2 separate regions of the Mus musculus genome follow, and region 2 is linked to region 1. Evidence: chromatin contacts called from public Hi-C data. All regions are on one chromosome and are shown on one strand. The core of a region is the stretch at or near the end of the contact, and the rest is flanking DNA. Distances in the headings are between cores, read along the strand shown.

Region 1 (2,700 bases), core at 93-2,592:
GGACCATAGAGTTCACAAAATTTGAAGATTTTAAGCATCCTGAAGACTTGCTTATTCATTGGGAACAAGATCTCACCCTGTCACCTGGAGCTGAACTTAGTGTTACACTCTTTCCCCAAGTGCTTGAGGCCCTGGGCTCTATCCTCACAATGGAAAAGACCAAGTGAGGAAGAGACAGCAAGCCAGAGTTCCTGTGCACACACTTGGACTTGAACGCACTGTCTTGTCTTTCATTCCTTCTTTACATCTCCCTACCAAGAACTGTGAAATGTTAGTGTGCCACTTTACAGAGGGAAATCTAAGGCACAGAGAGCTAAAAAGGCTGTCAGTTCTCACAATCTCCCAGTGAGAGGAGAAGCAGCAGGAGATTCCAGGTTGTTTCACTCTTACTCACATTTGGCCGGTGTTCTTTGGTCCCACCCTCCCCTTCTTCACAGGAACAAAAGTAGAGCTAGAAAATAACTGATGATGTTGTTACTATGTTGTGTCCAGATGTCTACATGAGAAGAGGAAAGAGACACAGACAGAAACAGAAAGAGGGGTAAACCTGACCCATGGCAGATTCTGGATTACATACCGTGGATTAAACACGTGGCAGTCTGTTGGCCTTTCTGTTGGGACATTAGTAGCTGAGCAATAGACAAAGCTGGCACACTAGACCTCTTACTGTGCTGAGCAGAGTGCTCACTCAGGGCAGAGGGAGTACAGACTTGCAGGATTCCCTCTGTAATTCAGTACAGATATTCAGGGGACAATATCCTTCAGTGGGTTAGACAATATCCTCAGGGCACCCAAGAGGAATCTCTCTGTGAAGGCTGGCCCACCCTCCCAGAACAATAGCCTCTGGATATCCAGACTGATGCCCCTTGAAGAAATGAGTGCCACTTCTTTCTGAAAAAAGAAAGAAATTTGAGTCTTGTTTAAGCCTCTGCCAGCTTTTTAATTTTGTGATTTTCACAAGTCTTCATTAACACTGTCATGATGAATGAGCACCAAGTTATAATTTGTCCCTTCCATAGTCCCCAGAGCCTGAAAAGCCATCTTCCAGTGCCATCACCTTAATGATTATTTATGGACAGTGCATGACTTTTCCAAATGGGTACCATGCATAACACCCATGCATTTCCATAAAAACAAGGGCAGTTTTTAAAAGCAAACATACATTTGCCTCATCTATGCAAATCTATTCCAGAGGATTTAATGAAACCACTGCTTCCCTGTACCCTAAACATGCAAGTTCCTGGCTTGTGTTCAGCTCACAGTTTGATTTTAAGTGCTGTGGTGAGAGGAGGGGGCTCTCTGAGTAAGAGGGGAGCTGGTGCCTTAGCTCATGATGCAGCGTGCTTGTGCAAAGCAGCCTGCACTTGCAGTTGTGAGCAGAGAGCCAAGTGTGGGAGTGCACAACGGAGGTAACGTCCTCCCCACAAAGCAGCCAGCACACAGCAAGGGAGTATCAGGTTCCTGTAGTCAGCTGTGGGCTGTCACTGTCTACTAATATGACTGTCTTCCCATCTCTCTGCAAGAAGGCAGAAGCTGCTATCTGATTGGTATAGCATCTGACTTTCCCTCTGCATTGATTTCTTGTCCTTTTCCTTTGCTTCATAAAGAGAGGGACAAGAGCTGGTGCTGTGGACAGAGAAGCTTCATTTTTAGTATGAGACAACCTCTTTATTTTTTCAGGAGAGGGAAGTTGGATTATCAATTCTTTTGTAAATGTGTATGGTGATATTTGCTCCGGTAAGTTTATCTCTATTGATTTGCTTTTCTCACTCTCTGTCTCTCTCTGTCTTTCTCTGTCTCTCTGTCTCTCTCTGTCTCTCTGTCCCTCTCTCTTTGTCTGTCTGTGTGTGTGTGCGCGCGCGCTCGTGTGTGTGTGTGTGTGTGTGTGTGTGTGTGTGTGTGTGTATCTCTGTCTTTCTCTATGTCTCTGTCTATCTCTGTCTCTTTCTCTTTGTATATATACATGTATAAGTACATTTGGGGTGTATAATTTTCTTTACCAATGTGATTTTTTAAAAAATAATTGGTGATAATGTCTTTTTCCCCTTTAACTTTGCTTTCTTTTATGCATGTTTAAACCACAGAGTCTGGGTTATATAGTATAATTCTCACGTTAGCTACTAAAGTATATACTGGGTTTCTGGGTTTCTTTTTAACACAGTAAGAAACTAAGCAAAGTTATATTAAGCTTCATAAAAATGTAATGCCATTCCATCTCAGCCTTTTTTTTTTTAGGGCACTTAATGTTCTGAGTATATTCATTGTGCCACAACTTGCCTATAATTTTAATTAAAGTTTCTTCACCAGTATCACTGTGAGAATATCTTCAACTCTTTAAATAGCTTCCAAATACTATGTTAAATTCATAAGGTCTTATACCAAACTACAGTTAAGAAATGAGCTGCCCCTCCAATTCTGAGACATTTATTAAGAGAACTGAATTTCTACACCAAAAAGTATCCATATTGTTAAAGTAAATCTCTTGCACTGTATGAAAAGCTGGGCTTCACATGGCCATTGTTTCTTTTCTGACTGTCTTGGGTGTTTGTGCCACCATCTGCCACATGCCTAGTGCTGAGTCTAGTGTGGCCATGGCTCAAGCTAATCAGGAGGAAAGTTGCTTTTATTAATTCACACTGATGCAGAATGGGTTTTCAGTCACATCTGTTCAGATTCATGATTTCTGAATGCATCACCTGG
Region 2 (2,824 bases), core at 260-2,759, 360 kb after region 1:
TAACAATGTCAGGTAAATGTTAAGCAAAAGAAAATTTGACAGACACATAAAGCAAAAGGTCCTATGTAACTGACAAGGTTTAGAGAGATACCTAAAGTCCAAGAATGTAGCCATCAAAGTAGGGCAGAGACAGGAATAGTTCCTTCCCAGAAACTCCAACGAACATTTCCCCTGTTAGCAGCCACATAGTATCTTAGATACCAAACAGTGCAGGTCCGTTGTGGGAAATATTTAAAAAGATCCTGCCAACTCTCCACTGGGCCGGACTATGCTCCTGCACTCCTGCCGCCACTGTCAAGTCTCTGGAGCTATCCCTGACTGCACCTGATTGCTGTGCCTGACCCCTCGCTGTGTGCCCGTCTCTCGTTTGCTTGTCCCTGGTGTTGCTCGTTCTTCCTCAGCCATGAACTCATGTAGTTGTTGATCCCACATTCCAGTAACTAAATGGAACCACCAACATCATGGTTGCATATCACAAGACCCAGTAACCCTGTAGAATCAAGACTCTTAAAGCTTACTTAACCAATAAGATTTATGTATCAATAATATCTCAATTTACAAAGCTTTATCCCAATATTTCTAACCTTGTGAAATCATAGCGACTTGTGGCTGGAAAACACCCATGGGTACAAGTCAGCAGCCATCTTCCTTCTCCTATCCCAAGACACTCTGACTTGGCCACTTTTAGCTCTGCCTCCCTTTTCCCTGTCCAATCACAGGCCTCCCTTTGCCCTAATGTGACTGGACAGAGAACATCCTGCAACACAGGTACACATACGCTTTTGTTGCTTTAAGTTGCCCAGTTTGTGGAAGTGTCAATGTCACCCTGATAAAAATCATATTATGAAATTGGGCAAAATGGACATCACAAATAAATATAGTTCAGAGGCAAATTGACAGAGACACAAAGATTCCACCACAAGGCCTGATCCTGAGGGCAGCTGTACCTCTTCTCTCCCAAACAAATCCTCAAAGGGTTTCCATTCCAGGTCTTTTCTGCTGACAAGTCTGCAACTGAATCCCAAACTACCAAACAAGTTGAGACAAGCCTGTTTGTGTGGATAACAAATACCAACTGAACAGTTTGTTTTGTTTTGGCACAGGCATATCCAATACAAATGGATCCAAGCTAGACTTTGAAAAGAAAGTTTATACATGTTTGTGCTTTCCCCCTCAAAACCCAGCTGGCAACAGATGGAGACACTATTCATCAAATCCTAATTGATCCTAAGAGAGGATAGCTGGAGAGTGAAGAGCCTTTCCCAGACATTCTTTGGTCTCTCCCCTGAAGGAGAATTTCACTGCCATCTGGAAAAAAGCAGGCTGCTCCTTTCACAGACATTGTTAAGCTAATTACCAACTGGTTCCAATCTATAAATCCCAAAACTGCACACACACACACACACACACACACACACACACACACACACACACACCACACCACACCACACCACACCTGCTGTATTCCTGTGTCTCTAGTTTATCGGTTAGGAAGTGCTGCCACCTAAAGACTTAGAGCTGTGTACTATTTCTTCTCACAACTCAGTGTGAGACAGAGTGAAGTACTGAGGGCTTTAGTGTGCATCACAGGTCAGGTTGCCATGCAAATATGAAAATCTACAACAGTCGCGTAAAACACTGAGCACAGCAGCACATGCCTGTCATCCTAGTGCCTAAGAGATGGAGGCAGGAGGATCCAAGGGATTGAAATCCACTCAGCCCAGCCAAATCAGTAATTCTGTGGTTCAGTTAGAGACCCTGTCTCAAAAACAAGTTGGGAAACCATACATAGTTACATTTGTCTTTAATCCCCACACCCAGGAGACAGGAGCTGGCTGATCTCTGTGAGTTCAAGCCCAGCCTGGCAGGCTATGTAGTGAATTTCAGGTCAGTTATAGATAAATAATGGCCTCAAAACACTTTTCTAAGTGAGAAATAGTAAAGAAGACACCTGACATTAACTTCTGGCCTCCACACATTTGCACACATATATGACATGCATCTGCACCTACATAATACACGTGAGCACACATAGATAGATAGATGATAGATAGATAGATAGATAGATAGATAGATAGATAGATAGATAGATAGATAGAACTGTGATTTAAAGCATACATCTTTTACCAGAAAACACATTGGACTTCAGAGAGACAAAAGGACTTGTCACACTTCAAAATCATTGATAGCCTCTGCTGTAGCCTCTTGAGACTCAATCCCTCAAGCAGACATAAGTAAGAAACACCGGCTTAATTTCAGGTATTTGATGTTGAGAGATCTGTTCTACCGAACCTTGAACTTCTGTAAGCAGAAGTAAGTACTAAGGCATTTGTGGTCACTCAAGTCCCTGATAACTTCAGATTCAAATATTAGTTTAGTATTGCTCATGGTGTATATCTTACTCTGATTATTATTAATTAAGAGAGTATATATCCCAAGCCAGTTTCATTGCGGAGTAAATGTTGGTTAAGGTTCTCAGCACTGCTTGTGGGCTTCTGCCTTTGTTTCTCCTGGTCTCCAGATCACAGGTCATGAAAAAGCCAAAATGAATCTTAGAAATCTGTCTGTGTGCAGTGCTTTTGAAAAGCTTGACACTGACATCTCCTTAGCGAGTCATCAATAACTAAAGTCTTCAGGTGGTCATCCTCCAGAGACCTATAAAAAGAAAATTAAAAGCTTGATCAATTGTACTTCTGTAAGATCCTACATTTTTTATGACTACAAGAAATGAAATCAAATAAAACAAACTACCTTTCCTGAAGATGATTCCCATTCCTGCTCTCTAAGTCACAGTGGAATAAGTGACCTGAATCAAAGGCAAGAA

What was found. A called contact is a pair of places that touch in the nucleus more often than the background predicts.
Region 2: a contact with region 1 is called in a Hi-C map of neural progenitor cells, with 4 times the contacts expected there. The contact joins the enhancer-like site here to the promoter of Synpr in region 1. A contact is called at or near these places in 13 of 484 Hi-C or Micro-C datasets (the HPC-7 cell line, cerebral cortex, cortical neurons and 7 more) and 1 of 115 datasets of contacts at active chromatin or transcription factors (embryonic stem cells).

Annotation. Positions count from the first base shown.
Region 1 is chr14:13,452,616-13,455,315 of GRCm38.p6, forward strand. It overlaps Synpr (synaptoporin), which reads left to right and starts at 1,343. Exons shown (of 5, transcript NM_001163032.1): 1 at 1,343-1,737. The coding sequence starts at 1,714.
Region 2 is chr14:13,811,787-13,814,610 of GRCm38.p6, forward strand. No RefSeq gene overlaps it. Among named protein-coding and RNA genes, the nearest start is that of Gm281, 100 kb to the right of the region's middle. Within about 2 kb of position 1,510, at least 5 of the 459 cell types and tissues checked have an H3K27ac peak or open chromatin away from gene starts, as enhancers often do. A contact at or near this core is called in neural progenitor cells, where this site is marked.